2 separate regions of the Sus scrofa genome follow, and region 2 is linked to region 1. A link is a contact called in public promoter capture Hi-C data. All regions are on one chromosome and are shown on one strand. Each heading gives the region's core, a stretch centred on a gene start, on an enhancer-like site or on the middle of the called end of the contact. The rest is flanking DNA. Distances are from core to core; before and after follow the strand shown. Region 1 holds the start of ZNFX1 (NFX1-type zinc finger-containing protein 1). Region 2 holds the start of SPATA2 (spermatogenesis-associated protein 2).

Evidence for each region. Promoter capture Hi-C pulls out the DNA fragments that hold promoters and counts their contacts.
Region 2: a promoter capture Hi-C map of liver shows a contact between it and region 1, with 2.2 times the contacts expected there. The contact joins the promoter of SPATA2 here to the promoter of ZNFX1 in region 1. A contact is called at or near these places in 1 of 5 promoter capture datasets (liver), 2 of 47 Hi-C or Micro-C datasets (heart right ventricle and liver) and 1 of 2 datasets of contacts at active chromatin or transcription factors (alveolar macrophages).

Annotation. Positions count from the first base shown.
Region 1 is chr17:50,957,333-50,961,416 of Sscrofa11.1, reverse strand. ZNFX1 (NFX1-type zinc finger-containing protein 1) reads left to right here and starts at 2,695. Exons shown (of 14, transcript XM_021077518.1): 1 at 2,695-3,151. It overlaps LOC100627868 (a long non-coding RNA gene), which reads right to left and starts at 2,576. Exons shown (of 5, transcript XR_300503.3): 1 at 2,428-2,576; 2 at 1,993-2,102. It overlaps LOC106506050 (a long non-coding RNA gene), which reads left to right. Exons shown (of 3, transcript XR_002339902.1): 3 at 1,925-2,016.
Region 2 is chr17:51,498,327-51,502,589 of Sscrofa11.1, reverse strand. It overlaps SPATA2 (spermatogenesis-associated protein 2), which reads left to right and starts at 1,690. Exons shown (of 3, transcript XM_021077959.1): 1 at 1,690-2,051.

The DNA of each region.
Region 1 (4,084 bases), core at 1,446-3,945:
CTTTTGAGTTTACATCTGAGAGGTCAGTGTGCTTGGCAAAGCTGTGGGCAAATGGCTGGCTTGTGCTGAGGTGAGATGTCATTGCAGGGTTTTGCGTCAGGATGATTCAATGCAAGGAACTCGGGATCAGAGTTCAAGGAAAACAGGGTCCAAGAAATCCCACCCTTAAGGTGGCATTTCAGGACTCAATAGAAAATGTGTTCGGAGTTCCCTTTGTGGCACAGCGGAAAAGAATCCAACTAGGAACCATGAGGTTGCAGGTTCGGTCTCTGGCCTCACGTAGTGGGTGGGTTAAGGATCCTGTGTTGCTGTGGCTGTGGCCGGCAGCTGTAGCTCTGATTAGACCCCTAGCATGGGAACCTCCATATGCCATGGGTGCAGCCCGAAAAAGCAAAACCAAACCAAACCAAACCAAAAAAAAAGAAACCAAAACCGAAAACTAGGTTCAATCCATGGCCCAGGAACTTCCACATGCCACAAGCGTGGGTAAAAGATTCTGGGTAATAAAAGTAACTAGGCCAACAAAGTACATTTATTTGGCTTTCCTTTAAAAAAAAATGCCATCACAGGAGTTCCCGTCATGGCTCAGTGGTTAACGAATCCGACTAGGAACCATGAGGTTGTGGGTTCGAGCCCTGGCCTCACTCAGTGGGTTAAGGATCCGGCGTTGCCGTGAGCTGTGGTGCAGGTCGCAGACATGGCTCAGATCCCGCGTGGCTGTGGCTCTGGTGTGGGCAGGCGGCTACAGCTCCGATTGGACCCCTAGCCTGGGAACCTCCATATGCCATGGGTTCGGCCCCAGAAAATGGCAAAAAGACAAAAAAAAAAAAAAAAAAAAAAGCCGTCACAGGACTTCCCGTCGTGGGGCAGTGGTTTTCGAATCCGACTAGGAACCATGAGGTTGCGGGTTCGATCCCTGCCCTTGTTCAGTGGGTTAACAATCCGGCGTTGCCGTGACTCTGGGGCAGGCTGGCAGCTACAGCTTTGATTCGACCCCTAGCCTGGGAACCTCCACATGCCATGGGAGCGGCCCAAGAAATGGCAAAAAGACAAAAAAAAAAAAAAAAAAAGACAAGTCATCACATTAACCACTTGGAAATTCCGTGGCACAGTACATCTGGGGCCTCTCTACAGCACCAGGACATACGTTAGACCCCCCAGCCTGGCAGTGGGTTAAAGAATCCAGTGTTGTGTGGGGTAGGTTGCAGCTTCAGCTCAGATCTGATCCCTGACCCAAAGAATTCCGTATGCCCTAGTGAAGCAAAATAGTAACTCAGTCAGTGCAGAACATGGGCTTCAACGCATTCTTTGACGTGGCTACTGATTAATATTTGGCTAAAGGGCTCCAGGGATTAACATCCCCAAAGGCCTTGTCTACTATAGGGAGTATACCTACGCCTAGCTGGACATGAATCTTTTTTTTTTTTTGTCTTTTGTCTTTTTGTCTGTTGTTGTTGTTGCTATTTCTTGGGCCGCTCCCGCGGCATATGGAGGTTCCCAGGCTAGGGGTTGAATCGGAGCTGTAGCCACCGGCCTACGCCAGAGCCACAGCAACGCGGGATCCGAGCCGTGTCTGCAACCTACACCACAGCTCACGGCAACGCCAGATCATTAACCCACTGAGCAAGGGCAGGGACCGAACCCGCAACCTCATGGTTCCTAGTCGGATTCGTTAACCACTGCGCCACGACGGGAACTCCTGGACATGAATCTTTAACCCACTCCTCAACTGATAGCAAAGGGATGTGAGGAATGGTGACTTAATCTTGCAGGAAGAAAAGGGCAAAAAAACCATGGCGAGGACTGATGACATAGGTAACTGGGTAAGGCCAATAGGACAAAACCACATCCTTCTGGACCCCACGTAGGTAACCTCCACCTTTGTGCTTATTTGCTGTCCTTAACTTCCCTTTTTCTCTCCAAGGTCATCTATCAAACTAAAGTTCTTTAAAACACGCATTTCCTACAACGGGCCAAAATACAAACGCTTACCCCAGAGATCAGGAGACTGAAGATTGTGGATGTCTATACATGGTTGCCTTAGAGGCCCAGCAGGAGTCGTCTTCTCCGAGATCCATCCTGCAGTCTCTGATCATGCAAACCTGCGAACAAAGCAAGGTCATCAATCGCCATCTTTCCAGAGTTAGGAAAAAAAGAACGTGGCAGGGCCTTTTGTGGCTAGTGTATCAGAATTAACTGGCAAGTACTCAAAAACATCAGCATTGTCGATCTGATGGGGAAAAAAGTAAAGTCATCATTTACACCAGCCACGGGCTCCACCCACAGGCCCGAGCACATGGAGCGAGTTTCTCCAGCTTTAATTTATCTCCCTTAGTGGGCCTATGACCTATATCAAAACAAGGGGGACCCAAGAAGAGGACGGCAAAAGCAACCACACAAAGACAAAGATACCTTTATCTCACTCACCACATGGAGTAGCACACCCACGTTCCCAGGGTAGAACGCCATCAGAAGAGGAACAGAGAGACAAAGGTTCCGACGAGCGCCGCAGAAGCGAAAGAACGCGAAACACTCGAGCCTCGCTTAAATAGCCTGAGGAGACTCTCACGCCTGCGCACTGGAGTCAAAGTGCTTCCTCCCCCTCCTTTCCGCGACGCGCAGCACCCTCTGGGAAATGTAGTCTCCGCGCGGCCCTGCCGGAGGCAAGTCTACTGGAGGTCGAGACCGCTCTAGCCCCGCCCCTTCTCTGCATACACGAGGCCACTCGGGCTGGTCGGCCTCGCCGCCATGTCGCGCTTCACACGCAACAAGCCGTCCGCCGGCTCCCCCCTCCTTCTGGGACCGTTGAGGCTTGCGACGGCCTTGGTTGCTGTTAACCCGCCTCCTGCAGTCCCCTCCCCTCAGCGGCTCCCGGCGGAGCCCACGGGCCCCGCCGCCTGGGGGAGCTGAGGCGACGCCCGAGCGTCTGCCTGCCCCTGCCCCGCCTGAGGGCGGGGGCGCCGGCTGGGCCAGGGCCAGGGCCCCTCCTTCTCGTGTTCCTCCTCCGGGCCGGCCCCCAGCTCCGCCGAGTGTCTGGGGAGAAAGGAAACCGAAAGTGCGAGGCTCCGGGCGGGGCCGCGGACCATCCAGGGCCCGAGTCCGAGCGCCAGTCCGCGGCGGCAGTGGTGGAGTGCGGACGTATCGGAGCTGGGTGAGTGACCCCTGCCCCGAGCCCTGGCCCCACACTTGCTCCGGGTCCCCGGCGGCCGCGCCACCCTGCCACTGTCGCCACTTTTGCCCTGGCGCCCGCCTCAGCGCTCCCGCCGCCGCCTCAGCCCCCGCGTCCCCATCACCCTCTTCGGCACCCGTCACCCCCTCTCAGCCCTCATCACTTCTCAGCGTCCCCTCTATCCACTTGAGTACCTGTCCCCTGTCCTCAGCGCCCCTCAGCACCCCATCCCCTCCTCATTGCCCATCGCCTCCATCACCCGTCTCTGTCCCGCCTCGGCACCCCTGGTACCCCCGCAGCGCCCCCTTCACCTCCTCTGCCCCCAGAGCCCTCCTCCGCTCTCTTCATCTAGTTTTTCTGTTCCCCCCATCTCGGCTCTCACTTTTTGTCACAGCACCCTCTTCGTCTTCCTTCATCCTCCCGTCGCCTCATTCATCCCTCATCCCCCATCTTCTAGAAGCACCCTCCGCTCCCATCCCTATTTCCAGGTCCCCCCTCACTTCAGCAAGCAACCCCTAGTTGAGTTCAGCCCCACACTTTTCTTGAGGCCCCCAGATCTCCTCCACTCTCCCCCACCTCTCTGCCGCTCTCCTCTTCAGCCTTGCCTTGGCACCTTCTTCATGTCCCCACACAGCCCTGGCTCTCCCTTGACCCTAAAATATCATTATCAGGACCTACTGGGCTCCTGGGTGCCAGAGACTCCTCCATTTTTTCTTAGACTCTCTCAGGACCCTGGAGACTTCCCCCTGAAACCCAGCTCTAACCTCTTTCATCTCACCCTGGTGATTAACATTCCTCTCTAATTTAACTCCTCTGCCAGCCTGACCATCACTGATTTTCTTCATCCTGCTCATTTAGGCCTTGATTCCCAAAGCAACCCACTCCAGTCTGCTTTTGTGTGTGTGTGTATAACAT
Region 2 (4,263 bases), core at 441-2,940, 540 kb before region 1:
GCTCAGTGGGTTAAGGATATGGTGCTGCTGTGAGCTGTGGTGTAGGTCATAGATGCAGCTCAGATCTGGCACTGCTGTGGCAGTGGTGTAGGCTGGCAGCTATAGCTCCCATTTGAACGCTAGCCTGAGTACTTCCACATGCCTTGGGCCCTAAAAAAAAAAAAAAAAAACAGTCAAAAAAAATTATGAAAGACAGTGCAGTTGTGGAGAATCAGAGAAAGGTAGGTCTTTGCTTGCAGAAATCTGAGAAAGTTTCAGAAAGGATGCGTGGATTGAGCTGGGGCTGGAAGCCAAGAAAGCAAGGAAGGGAAGAGGGGAAAGGAAGAACATTTGTACTGAGGGAACAGCAATATAGAGGCACAGAGGCCAGAGGGGCAGAAGAGCATGGTAAGTGCCAAGAGCCAAGACCATGTTAGGGAAAGAGAACCTAGCATAGAGTGGGCTCTTAGTCTTCATTAAGAGGCTAAGTTAGAACGAGCTGTTCAATGGCAGATACGATCAACAAAGTCTTGAGTATGTGCTAGGTATTTTGCAAGCACAAGGATTTAGAGCAGGGGTGAACCACAAAACCAGAGCTCAGAGCAACATGGTGGGAGACAGATCCATGAAGTGAAGTGACAAGCCACCAGTGTTGATGCCAGTGTGGTCTATACTGAAGATGTCTGGAAAAAAGTCACGAAGCAAGGAGGCAATATTTTGGCTCGATCTTTCCTAACACTGGCTTCCATTTAGGGAAGTTGAGGGCAGAATTTAATCATTTTCTTAAACAGTAACCAGATTTTAAAAACAAACTATTTATACATTATTTTTTAGGGCCGCACGGAGGCATATGGAGGTTCCCAGGCTATGGGTCCAATGGGACCTACAGCTACCGGCCTACACCACAGTCACGGCAATGCAGGATCCGAGCTGCATCTCTGAGCTGCATCTGCAACCTACACCACAGCTCACCGCAATGCTGGAGCCTTAACCCACTGAGCAAGGTCAGGAATCAAACACGCATCCTCATGGATACTTGTTGGATTCCTTTCTGCTGTGCCACAACGGGACCTCCATTTTTTTTCTTTTTTCTTTTTTTCCCTTGTTTGGCCGCCCTACTGGAGCTCCTGGCCAGGGATCAGATCCCAATCATTGCAGTTCCCACCTAAGCCCAGGCCAGATCCTTAACCCACTGAGTGAGGTCAAGCATGGAACCAACATCCTCATGGATACTAGTCCGGTTTTTAACCCTCTGGGCCGCAAGGGGGAACTCCCCCCTCACTCTTAAACACACCCTGCATCAACAGTCCTCTCAAGGATGAGTTCAGTCTCGCATGATACTGGGCATCAGACTTACTTTTTTGGGGGGGGGGTCGTGCAGAAGTTCCGGGGCGAGGGATCGAACCCACGCCACAGCTGCGACCCGAGCCACAGCAGTGGCAACCCGAGATCCTTAACTCGCTGCACCACCAGGGAACTCCTCACTTTTTCGAAGCCTACGGCATGTCCACCTGTACAATGGGGGTGAGGGATCCAACCGTCAGCTCCTGCCCAGGCGCAGCTGGGAGTTCAGTTCGCAGATCGTCTCTGCAAGGGGAAAGTCCGAGAGGTGGAGGCAGTCTGCGCTTGCAGCTGAGCAATCCTATCCCGGCTCCAGGCCGGTTCCCATGACAACCTGGCCGGCCACCTTCCCGGGCCGATGGTTGCGTCACTTCCTGTCCGTTTATTTCCGGGTCCGAGCCCGAGACGCGGTAGCGGTCCTTCAGACCCTAAAGCAGGATTCCGCGGCTTCTCTACTCACTCTTCGGCCTTCCACTTCTTCCTCCGCCGCGGGCGGGTATCGGCTTCTGCCCGGCCCAGCGCGCAGCCGCAGCACAGCCTCCATTTGGACCCGCCTCCGACAGACGTCACTTCCTAGCTGAGTGTTTCCGGGTCGCCGCGGCCCCGGGGTACTGGTCTCGGTCCCCTGCAGCCGGCCGGAGCGGCGAGAGCCCAGCCGGGCCTGGCTCCGGCGGCGGCCGCGGCTCCTTCTTGCTCCCCTCGTCCGGGGCGTCCTCGGCTGCAGTGCCGGGGTGAGTGCGGGGCGGCCGGGGCGGAAACGGCCTCTGGGGCTTTCCCGGGCGGAGGGGGCGCCTGTTCGGCGGGGCTCGGCCGGCCCGGGAGCCTCGTCCCTTCGCGGCCGTCGGGGCCGACGGGCCGGCCCGCCTTTTGGGCCCTTCAGCTAGTAGTCTTCAGGATCCTCAGTCTCTCCGGCACGGGCTGGCTCTCAGACTCCTGCGACCGGCCATGGGTGGCTCCGGGCAGTCAGGAGAAACACCCCTTCTTCGGCGACTAACAGCAGCAGGACACCCCGATTCCACCGTGAGGCAGTTACCGCGCAGTGGTCCTCAGCCCAGGCTCTGGAGGCAGGCTCTGGGGTTTGTACTCACTCTGTGACCTTGGACAAGTCACTTTATCTTCTGAGTCTCAGCTGCCTAAAATTAGTTAAACGGGGAGTGAAGCTGCCTTATAGGGCTGTGGTGGCGACGAGGCGAGATGATGCACGTGAAGCAGTCTGGCATACAGCAGGCGTCCAGTAAATGACAGTTGCTGTTATTCATTCACAGACCCGTGCGGAGGGCCTGAGTTAGGGACTAGGATGTTTTTCACAACGATGTGGCCCTAAGAGGCTGTGGGAATTATCAGGCTGGGAATAGCAGCCGCCAGCTTCTGACCTCTGCAGGGAGGGGACCCTGGTTCCTTTAGAGCCCCTTTGAGGGTGGCAGCTGCCACTGAGGGAGCCCGGTTTCAGCTTCACTGAGGTTATTTTCAGAGGTTTGGAAGCCCTCTCTGAATTTGCCTGGAATCGAGTTGGGGTGTGGGGACCCTCTGGCGTTTCACAACGAGTGGAAGACTGGTTGGGATGTGTCTCAGGGGCCTCTGGCTTGGAATGAGTGCAGAGGAGTGGCTGCGGAGGTGGAGGGGGTTGAACTGAGCTCCCCTTGTTGCTGTTCAGAGGCCAAGGGAACTCTGAGCTGCCTGAAGCTAGCTAGATCCCTGGGCTAGCTGGTAAACCTGTGCACTGGGGCCGTGCTGGGCCCAAAATAGCTTCTGCCTGTGCAGGGAGGGGGCGCCTTCAGATGCTGCTTGGGGAATGTTTCTGCTTGAATGGGCCAGCTGAGGTAAAGCCAAGCTCATGCTTTGCTATCCAAAATCATTTCCATTCCGTTCAGTGGGGTTTTAAACATACAGCTTTCCTTTGAGGTGTTTACAAAAAATAATAATTTAAACAGCTGCTGACTCCCTGACTGCGATATTTCTCTCATCATTGATTTGCTTTTCAAAGGGGGCCGGGATTGTGGGCGCAGTAAGTGCTGACCAGGCCTCTTGGCTCTGGGCACCCGCCTGATTCTGTTAGGGATGTTCACCGTGCCATTTTTTTTTTTTTTTTTTTTTTTTCCGCCAGACTGGCACATCTTGGCGTTCCAATCCTTGGGTTGCTTGGAGAAATTAACGGCTTCTGTCAGTGTGCTGTCTTGGTCTCCTGTAACCACGCTGTTTTTGCAGAGAGCGTGTTTTTTGTTGTTCTTGCAGAGTGCTAGGAATAAATTGCTCAGAAGAGACACCAGCTATGACCAGCTACAATGCAGCCTGTATTCTCAGAAAATGAATTCAGGAGAGATGATGTCAGCTGCTTTACCACTGGCCGGTCTCTGGCCAGCCTCTCCTCTTGGCCCTTGAGCTTACATCATAAAGAGATCTGTGGCTCTTCCAGCCGCATTCTATGTGAGAAGAGGTCAATTTTGCTGCTACAGGAATTTTTAGAACTCAACTCTGCTTGCCCTGCCAAAGGGCCTTCTGACTTAGTCGAGCCCTTTCAAGAAGAGCTGTCCAGCAGCAGGGCAGCTTTGCCTAAAAGCAGAGCAGCTCAGAGCTTGAGTCAGGGTTTTGGCATCAGACCTAGGTTTAGATCTCAGATCCACGTCTTCCTAGCCTTAGGGCAAGGGACTTAGGGCAAGGGACTTGGCCTCTCTGAGCCTGGGTTTTTCTTTCTTTAACCTCGGGGTCGTCGTGTGGATTTCATGGTACACTTAGCAGAGGGCTGTTATGTACTAATCCCTTGGTGAATGGTACTAATGGTAGTAAATGAGTGAGATAAACGAGAAAAATCATAGGCCACAGGGCCGGCCAACCCAAGTTCAAGTTCCAGCTCTGACCCTTTCAAGCTCTGTTGGGCAGGTTATTTAATGGCTGAGCTTTTGTTTGTTTCCTCAAGAATTGTTTTAAGGATTAAGTTGGATGATG